Linked DNA regions of Mus musculus: region 1 is linked to region 2. The links are chromatin contacts, called in public HiChIP or PLAC-seq maps. All regions are on one chromosome and are shown on one strand. The core of a region is the stretch at or near the end of the contact, and the rest is flanking DNA. Distances in the headings are between cores, read along the strand shown.

The links. HiChIP or PLAC-seq counts read pairs in DNA pulled down with a chosen protein or histone mark.
Region 1: a contact with region 2 is called in an H3K27ac HiChIP or PLAC-seq map of the NIH/3T3 cell line, with 5 times the contacts expected there. The contact joins two enhancer-like sites. A contact is called at or near these places in 2 of 15 datasets of contacts at CTCF or cohesin (the NIH/3T3 cell line and large pre-B cells), 3 of 484 Hi-C or Micro-C datasets (the AML12 cell line, brown adipocytes and cerebral cortex), 18 of 115 datasets of contacts at active chromatin or transcription factors (the HPC-7 cell line, the NIH/3T3 cell line, bone marrow-derived macrophages and 10 more) and 3 of 9 other capture datasets (adipose tissue, liver and pancreatic islet).

What each region holds. Positions count from the first base shown.
Region 1 is chr10:4,331,198-4,335,923 of GRCm38.p6, reverse strand. The region is part of intron 2 of Akap12 (A kinase (PRKA) anchor protein (gravin) 12); the gene reads right to left. Among named protein-coding and RNA genes, the nearest start is that of Gm40592, 23 kb to the right of the region's middle. Within about 2 kb of position 1,458, at least 264 of the 459 cell types and tissues checked have an H3K27ac peak or open chromatin away from gene starts, as enhancers often do. A contact at or near this core is called in the AML12 cell line, the NIH/3T3 cell line, adipose tissue and 3 more, where this site is marked.
Region 2 is chr10:4,119,164-4,123,964 of GRCm38.p6, reverse strand. All of the region lies in intron 26 of Mthfd1l (methylenetetrahydrofolate dehydrogenase (NADP+ dependent) 1-like), which reads right to left. Among named protein-coding and RNA genes, the nearest start is that of Gm25515, 17 kb to the right of the region's middle. Within about 2 kb of position 3,079, at least 102 of the 459 cell types and tissues checked have an H3K27ac peak or open chromatin away from gene starts, as enhancers often do. A contact at or near this core is called in the AML12 cell line, the NIH/3T3 cell line, adipose tissue and 3 more, where this site is marked.

The DNA.
Region 1 (4,726 bases), core at 209-2,708, 210 kb before region 2:
ACACACATATACACATTATCACAAACAAATCTTAAAGAAAACACCTAATGAACTTGGAAGAAGAATGCTATTCATTTTTTTAAAACGTCTTTAATTTGTAGGTTTCATAAATGTCCACCCTGGCCAGCAGTAGAAAGACTAGAGACATGACAGATGGGACAGACTATGAAAGAGCCCTCGGCATAAACAAGCTAAACTATAGGAAGTGAGAGATATTTTTAGCTCTGCTAAACTTTTGAAGTCATTTAAAATTCCACAGGGAGACACGGCTTTGGGGGGAAGAGTCACACAGAGAAAAAATATGGAAGCCCTGGAAAGTCTACGCCCCACTTTGAGACAACAGATTTGGCAGCATTCATCTTAAATATTTAAATCGGAGCCACTTTTGTAAATGTAAGTTAGCAAGTGGAGTTTAATTTTCTAAGAGCGTAAACGGGAAAGTGAGCGTAAACACGCACTCTCCTATATAGCCAGTCTCAGACTATCTATCAAACGCCAAGTTAGTGGATTTGCAAATGCATTCTGAACGCCTGGCGTAGACTGCCCACTTCTAGAAGTTGGCATAACATTACAACTCACACAAGTAGAGTCCTAGAAAACAAGCATGGGAAAAATAATTATTTTCACTACCTTTTTTTTTTTTTTTTTTTTTTTTTTTACTAATACTTAAATGGCATTTCTTCCCTTAGGTTTAGTAACTATGTATTATGTATTAGTATTATGGCTAATACTAACCACGTATGACAGAACTAAACTAAAATATTAGCCTGATACACGACTTCACTCAACGTTCTTATTTAATGAGCTCTAGGAAGCACTGAACGCTTACAATTTCTCAGACATAGGAACTTTTAAAATTAGACTAGGGCAGGTTATCCACAGTGAATCTGATGCTGATTCAACTCGCTAGCTGCTGTGGCTTCTCTCAACAGCACAGCCCCCACTTCTCTAAGGGGACCGGATAAGGCTCCCAACCAGATGCATTGTCCCGTGAGCGCTTCCAGGAAGATTTTGGTTTAAATAAAAATAAAATGTGCGGTTCATTGGTTTCCGAGGGGCTATGGAATGCTCTCCATATTCAATTATCTCTCCCTACACCGGTGAAAGTGTAGGGAGAGATAATTGAAAGCTAATAAAATTCCAGCCACACGGCTCACCTCTTGAGACTCTTCTTCCAGAGTCACATCAGCAGGAAGAAGAGTCACCAGTCTTACCTGTGATGGTAATAGTCCCCAGCATATTTAGTTACAGTTTTCGGCCTCTTACGGCAGGAAGTCTCCTTCTCCTCTGTCTACTCCCGGCTAACCAGTGAGATGAAAAGGAATGCAGTCCTCAGAGCATCAAGGAAGCTCTCCAGCCCTGGAGGTGCAGCAATGCGCACTGGAGAAGCGCTTCTCTGGCTAATTATAGGACGGCCCCGCCCACGCCGTAGGCCCCGCCCACAGCCAGCCAGCCCACACCTCTGTCCGGACTTGGCTGCACCACCCGGGGAAGTCACGTGCCCCATTTTACAGGGCTGGTCTCTGTGCCTGGTCTGTCGCGACCCAGGAGAAAGTTTTAAGTCTCTGGGGTGAGCCAGACCCCGAGCATCAATATTTGATCCAAGCGGTGACTTCATCCCTGGCACCGACTCCTGCATCTCAAACTTTTAAAATTATGTAAAGGCAATAACTGCACAGATATTAAATTCTCCGATTTTTAACGCCATTTTTAAAGGTGGATGAGGTGCAAAGCGGCATTTCCTTTTTAAAGCCCATAGTATGTTGCCAACCGTTTCCTACACTCCGGTCAGCGTAAAGACCCACAACTCTCTGCGATCCCAGGCCTTTTGCAAAGGGTTGTCACAAAGCGAACTATCTTTAGCATTTAACCGAGACAACTTTCTAAAAAGCAGAAATATCTGACCTTTGGGTCTCTCTACTTTTCGTGGTAGAAATGAGCTAAACATTGGGTTGAAACTTCACCAACACTCTCCTCCTGTTACAAGCGTATAGCAAATAAAACAGCTGCATTAAAAATCCAGGCAGCCCAATATTTCTTTTCTGTTAATCTTGAGATTGTTTCTCTACAAAGACACAAGTAATAAATGAGCTGGATCTTCAGTTAGGATAGGTCCAACTGGCCTGTTGGAGCGAACCACCTCTCCCCACCCCAAAATAAAAGGTTATATTATTGCTCTTCTCGTCAGACTTGAAGGCCTTGTTCATGACTACTTAGGGAACTGGAGCGGGGAGATCGGTGCGGGAAAAAGAGTAGACAGAGACAAGCGACATAAAAAGGGGATTAAAAAAATTTTTTTTGAAAGAAAGATTTCAGACATCCACGATGGTTGCTGCTTCTTGCCACCAGGAGGCACAATGCACCACATTCCAGCCCAGAAAGAGCGAAAAAGGGACAACTCCTGGGCAATCAGACAATGGTTACACATATCAGCATTACAAAGATCCAGAAAGGCTTCCCAGCCAACGCCCAACCTGGCTTTGAGTCTCGGCAAGCCAGGCAATGGGTCTTATCCTGGTTGGTTAAGATCTGGGAGCAGACATTTGCCCTCTGCATTCCCAATAGGTGGGGTTTCAGACAACCCAGACATCTCTCTTCCCACCATCTATTCCCTGTGTGTAGATCATGGATAAGAAGCCCTATATGCAGGGTCAGTGGTCCACATTAAACTAGACACTTCCCCCACAGTGTCCCAGGATCCCTGAAGGCCCAGGGAACTAAGAATACAGAACCACTTCCCAGTATTCAGTTGTAGACAGCACATGGCAGTCACCCCACTCCTCTGTGGATTCGGGTTTACATAACTGCATCACCAACACCTTCCCTTCTGACCCCAAATTCTAACAACAGCGACGCCACTTTGATAGCTAAGGGGAAAATTCACCAGATACAAAGCAGACAAAACACTCTTTTAAGAAAAGGCTAAGTAAGGCAAGATCTTTGCTTTCATAACACAGGTGACAATACACTCCTCAAATGAGGTTCAAAGTGAGGCAGCTAAGGCTCAAAGACAGCACAATGGATGCTGTGCTAGAGGCTGACCCTCCCAGCACACAGTTATCTGGAATCACTACCTCCCTGTGTAATGAAGAACAGGGAGTATATATAGCCGTGACCATCAGCAAGTTCCTCTGGGGCTGGCCTTAAAATGGAAAACCATCAATCAGGACAGAGGCAGAAGGAAAGGTCAGACAGAGGGGTCACTGCAAGGGCAGGCACCGTTCCCTTGACATTACTCCTTTCCACTCGCGTGAAAGGAGACGTTTTAGAGCCAGGCATCACCACCTAAAACAAAGATGACAGAATATATGCCCATCACTTGGCGGAAGATTGCTAGGGGGTGTTTTCTTAAATCTGCATGATCTAGTCAATAAATATTTGCCAAGGTCATGCTCCACTTTTGTTGTGCTGAAATCCACTGGGCGCTAATCAGATATTATGGCCTTAGGATACTTAGTTGAGAGTGGCAACCCCTGGGGATACAAGGATAGAGCTAGCCTAAGAGAAGAATAGGGACTCCCTAATGTTGAATACAAAGAAGCAGCATCCTGGGGCAATGTCTGGAAAGAGTGATTTGGGAACTCAGGGGTGGGCTCCTCATAGCTACTGTTACTTACAGTTCATGTTCATGTTCAGAGGCCCAAGACAGCAAAGGAGAGCTAGAGATGCTAACCAGAAATGCTAGTTAACAAGGAAAGATTTCTACGGACATCTTAAGAACTTTGTAATAACACAGTCTCAGCAAGGAAAGCAGACAGCCAGGAATGGTGTACTTGTGTAATTCCATCACTGTGGACAGAAGGCTAGCCTCAGCTACATAATGACTTTGAGGCCAGCCTGGGCTACATGAGTCTCTCCCAAAAAATAAAAATTACAGTAACAGGACAAACAATCTGAGTACAGCATATAACTTCTTTAAGATATACAGAGATGCACATAACAGCACACACCTGTAATAGCAGCACTTAGGTAATAGAGGAAGATCAGGAGTTCAAGGCTACCCTCAGGCCAGCTAAACTATTGGACCACATTTCAAATAAGCAAAGAAAGAAAGAAACAGACAAGAGATGCAAATGTGGGGCTAGCGGGATGGTAGCTGAGTCATTAAAAGAGGATGTTGTTCTTGCATCCAGCACCCATCTTTTTTCTCTGCTCCCCCCCCCCCACACACACAGGGTTTCTCTGTCTAGCCCTGGCTGTCCTGGAACTCACTTTGTAGACCAGGCTGGCCTCGAACTCAGAGATCCACCTGCCTCTGCCTCTCAAGTGCCACCACTGCCCGTCAAAAAATAACTCTGTCTTTTTTATTTTATTTTATTTTATTTTATTTTCATTTTTATTTTGTTTTTTTGAGACAGGGCTGTGTAGCCCTGGTTGTCCTGGAACTCACTATGTAGACCAGGCTGGCCTCGAACTGAGAGATCTGCCTTCCAGCACCTATCTTAGGTGGCTTACAACCATAACTATAACAACCGTAACTCCAGTTCCAGGGGATCTGATATCCTCTTCTGTACTTTGGAGGAAACGCACACTTACATATGCACATATCCACAAATATACACATAGTTTGAAAAGAGGGGGTTGTTGAGATAGCTCAGGGGTTAAGAATACTGGCTGTTCTTTGGAAGGACCAAGGTTCAATTCCAGAACCTAGATGGTGGCTCATGACCACCTGTAACTCCAGACTCATCTTAGAGCCTCCTCTGGCAATGCAACCACAGATATA
Region 2 (4,801 bases), core at 1,830-4,329:
AGGCTCTTTGAAGTAAGAAATGGTGTAAGCCACGTGGAACAGTGTAAGCCAGGTGGCAGAGATTAAGCTTCTTCCTCTTACACCATCTCTAACAAACCAGCCTGAAGAGGAGGTAGGTATGGAGTTGGACTTTCTGTGGGACTGGTTTGGGAGAGACTGTTGCTAGACTCCTCCTGCCAGAGGCTCCTGAGTGCTAGAATCATAGTGTACCACAATGCCCAGTGTAATCTGCTACACCCACTCCAGTAGTGACAAGCGCAACAGGCCCTGAAAACCTGGGCACTGTCCCAAGGTGAAAAGTTCACGGAAACTTAGTCTCCTGGAACCGTGGCATCCTGTATAAAGAATGCTCCAATGTCCTTGCTTTAGTTGGTAAAGGGATCTGTGTGCTTTCCCTTAATATTGTGTAGGAAGCCATTGGGGCTCCCTGGTCAGCAGGATGGAGATCTGCTCCAGGTAGTAAACAAGCCCATGTTTGGTGGATGGCCCGCCCTTAATCCCTGATTGGCTGAGCAAGCCTGCCTGGTGAGGTGATGTGACCTGTGGTGATTGGTGGGGGTGTGGTTGTGGCTGGAGTGGAGAAAAACACTTGTAACAAGAGAGGCTGGGGGATTTGAAGAAAGTAGCTGCTTGAGTAAACTGCTTAAAGAAGAACCGGTGGTTGGTGGTTGCGTCTTTCTTGCTGGTCGAGTGGGACGCGACAATATTGTTTTATTACAAGTGTTCCTAAGTATTGATATTTTGACATATAGCTAAGTTAGATTCTAGGTAGTCTTTGATCTGACCTTGGGCATGTATAGCTAAGTCACTGCCCTACACAGAAATTTACCGTTATCTAGGAAGAAGGAAGTTTGTGACCTAAAGAGGAACCGGAGTAGATACTTAGAACTATAGATAGCTGAGTTATACCCATACACAAGTATTTATAATGGCCTAAGGGGAAGATGGACTATACAATAAATAGACTAGAGCAGGAACTATGGCAAGGGCTTCGTGCCCTTGCCCCTGGCTTCTAAGATTAAGTGGACCTTAGGTGGAGCTGTTTTTGATCCCAGTTGTTAACATTGAGTTTTACCCCAATTGGTTCCTGCCAGTCCTTCCATGTTTGTATTCCTTTGTTTTGTGTAAGAATCCAGTAACCTCTTTGTACCTTGCCAGTGTGTCACCCAACTTCCCTATTTTCTTCTGTGTAAAAAGTTTGATGCTCGATTTGACAAATTACATTCAGATCCACACTCCCTTGTGTCCAGTCCTGTCAATTCCCACCAACTCCTTGCCCACCTGCACCAGAGACTCGTTCCACGCAGACAAGGAACCAAGAGGGTCTGCGGCAGTAATCGTCAATGCCTGGAGACGCTCCTGTCTCCAGAATCCTATGTTGATAACGGATCTCACCACTGAACCTTAAACCCGATACAAAGTGTCCTGGTGTCTGCACTTGAACTTGTAAAACTGCTTTCCTTAACATGATTAAAAAAACCAAAACCAAAAAACAAAACAAAAAAACAAATTCATCACTGTGCAGGACTGGGATAATGTAACAGGTGGGAGAGCAGGGTCCTCATGAAACCCCGCCTGCAGAGAGGATGCTGGGGGTGTGGGTGAGGGCGGGGCTCCCATGAGTCCCTAAGTAGGCATACAAGCTCACTCTGTCCAAACTGTTTTTTTGTTTTTTGTTTTTTTTTTTAAGATAACTAAGATCACTCTTTTTCTCTCCTGTTGCCTGGCCAACACTTTTTAAATGTTTCCAGGTACTGTTAGCCACTAGGAAGAAAAGAGAAATGTCGCAAAGTCTTTGCCCTCAACTATTTGTGCTCAAGGACCAGGTAAGAGTAAAGACCCCAGAGTGTCTAATGAGCTTCCTTGATGTCGCACTTTAGGTACTGTTGTATCTTCCTACCTGATTTCCTGTCTCTAGCTCACTCAACCTTATGTAGTTCTTTGTCTTTGTAACTGTTACCATCTTTTTGTTTGTTTGTTGTTTTTTTGAGACAGAGTTTCTTTGTAACATTCCTGACTGTCTGGTAACTTGCTTTGTAGATGAGGCTGGTTTCTAACTAACACACAGAGCTCCGCTTGTCTCTGCCTCCCCAGTGCTGGGATTAAGGGTGTGTGGCACTCCCTCCCGCCATAACAGTTACCATCTTAACAAGATTAAGTCCTCCTCCCTCTGTTCCATCCATCTTGCCACCTGAGTGATCTTTCTAAAAATGTGAACATAATTAATTATATTGCTCCACTTAAGATTCTCAGGCTCTGCAAGATAAACTCTAATTCCCAAGCTTGGCACTCAATTTCATGTGACCTGGGTCATGCCTTCCTGCCCAGTGTCATAACACATTGTAACTCTTGTACCACTTATACAGGCTTGCCATATTAAAGGACATCAGCAATATTGTTTCAGGCCTTGAAGGTCTGTATCTTCTGCCTCTATGTCTTGTATTACCTGGTTAAGTTCTCTATGGCTTTCAGGGCCATCCACTCTGCAGGCTTGTGTCTCTCACTAGCTTGTTCATTCCTCAAGGGCAAGGGCCTTTGTGGTTTTCTCTTGGCTTTGTACCCAACATTCCTCTATATATGCTGAACAGGTGAATCAGACCTCTGGCATTTTGTGTGCAACAGGGTGCCTTCAGTAGGCTATACTGGCTTAATGAATGGTCCCACATGCCTTAGGACAGGATACCTAATAGAAGAGGGCTAGTCGTTTCCTTTGGGGAGAACTCTAGCACCTGAGCTTTTGGCAATAACCAAAATCTCCATTGTTCCCTCTGGGGTGCATACTCCATGCCAAGGAGACACTCGGAAGGCTCTACTATTTAAATACATTGCTTGAGTTGTTTCAGCACGTTTTCCATGAATGCTGTGCTGCCTTACCTTGGAGGTGGTGTCTCCCTGCGAACTGTGGCCTGCTTTGCCCTGTGCTGAACTCCTATGTCTTTCCTTGAGTGACTAGAGAACCTTCCTTTGCAACACAGGAAAGGCTTCAGTCTGGAACGCAGTAAAGCCAAACATCCACTGAAAGCAACGATTCCCCTGCGTATTATGCAATATCCCGAGGAAGCGTCCGTCCTCACTGTGCCAAAAGACAGCTGGGCGTGCTCACAAGTGCTGCACACAGCTGCCTCCAGTGAACGGTACAGTGTGCAGCAGTGCACATGCTCCAGAAAGTGCTCTGGGACATGCCAATCACCAGGTGGCCCGGGTAGCAACAGCATCCCACTACTGAGAATATTTAGTATGAGGTGTACTCAACAAAATGGGAAGTGGGGAGCATTTTCTGCCTCAAGAGGTTGTCAACTGTCACGAAAACCACCAGCCACAACAAAACTCCAGCACTCACCAATGTTCCTAGTTTGATTTTATAATAATACCAATTATATCCAGTTCAGAATTACAGAAGCCTAAGACAGAAGTGGAATGGAAGGGCATCAGTGTACCCAGGGATGAAGGTACCAGCTATATAAGGGTGGATGCTAAGCCTAGGTATCCTATTTGTCTCGAGTCTCACAATGTGCTTATCACTAGAGAAAATAATAATTTGGGGGTCCAGGAAATGGTGGCTTAGGAAAAATATACAGGAACACACACACTCACACACATCTTAGGAGACCTGTAGGGATTTACTGAACTGTTGCAGGTTAAGATAGCCAGGTGGGGACATGTGTCCTTCAACACTGGAATCCATGGCCTCACTACAGGTGTGGCAAGGGTTTAGGGAATTAAGGGAGTGGGGTTAAGGGCACACCTGAATCATGTCTCTCCTTTCTCACAAGGGCAAATTAAAATTATATGTACGCCCATAAATAATTATTTTTACGATATCCTGTGAGATCCATGAGACAAACTCTGTAGGCACAATATCATCCAGCCTGCAGAAAACTGTGTAAATTTGTAATGGAAAGAATGACTTTGGTTGGCTGTCACTGTCAGGGCATTTCTAAAGCAAAATGAATCATGTTTCTATGATACATACCCAAAACTTTTGGAAGACCAAGAGTGCAGGCCATGCAAAATACAAGCCATTGGTGTCCCCATGGGCTGCTCTGTTCGAATTTTTGGTGCCACCCATGCTGGTTCCTGCCATGGACCTTCCCTACTTTTTTCTTCTCCCCCAAAGAATTATTTATTTATATGTGTATGAGTAGCTGTCTTCAGACACACAAGAAGAGGGCATCAGAATTCATTACAGATGGTTGTGAGCCACCATGTGGTTGCGAGGAATTGAACTTAGGACCTCTGGAAGAGCAGTCAGTGCTCTTAACCACTGAGCTATCTCTCGAGCCCTCCTTCCCCAGTCTTATTCTTTGGTAGCAAAAAGCTATTTATTTTATTCAATCAATGTGGGAGATTGGCTAGGCCTCTCTTATTACATATGGAAATGAAGTGAGACAAGAGGTTTCACCTCAGCCCATTATAAATATGCCACAGGCTGTGTCTGACACGCAGTGAAATTAACATTCTCTGTCCAGCTGTCCTCATAGGTGTGAAGGTTCCCTGGCATGTTTTAATTTACTGTGGAGAGTGAAAGCAGGACAGAGCGCCACCTCGCTGTGTATGGATGGGTGTTTTTCTTGGTGAGGAGAATCTGTCTCTTTAGTGTAAAAGTGCCACTACCATTTGCACGTTGCCCCTTTGTTTTGTTTTGTTTTCAGATGTCAGTCCCAGAAGGGGGTGGGGTTTCAACAAAGAGCTTGAGAAAGCTTCGCTAGTAATGAAATTTATTTGTGTGACTATCTGTGGTACACGTGTGGAGCTAGAGGGCTAGAGTGTCCTCCTCAGTTGCCCTTATTTTGAGATAATG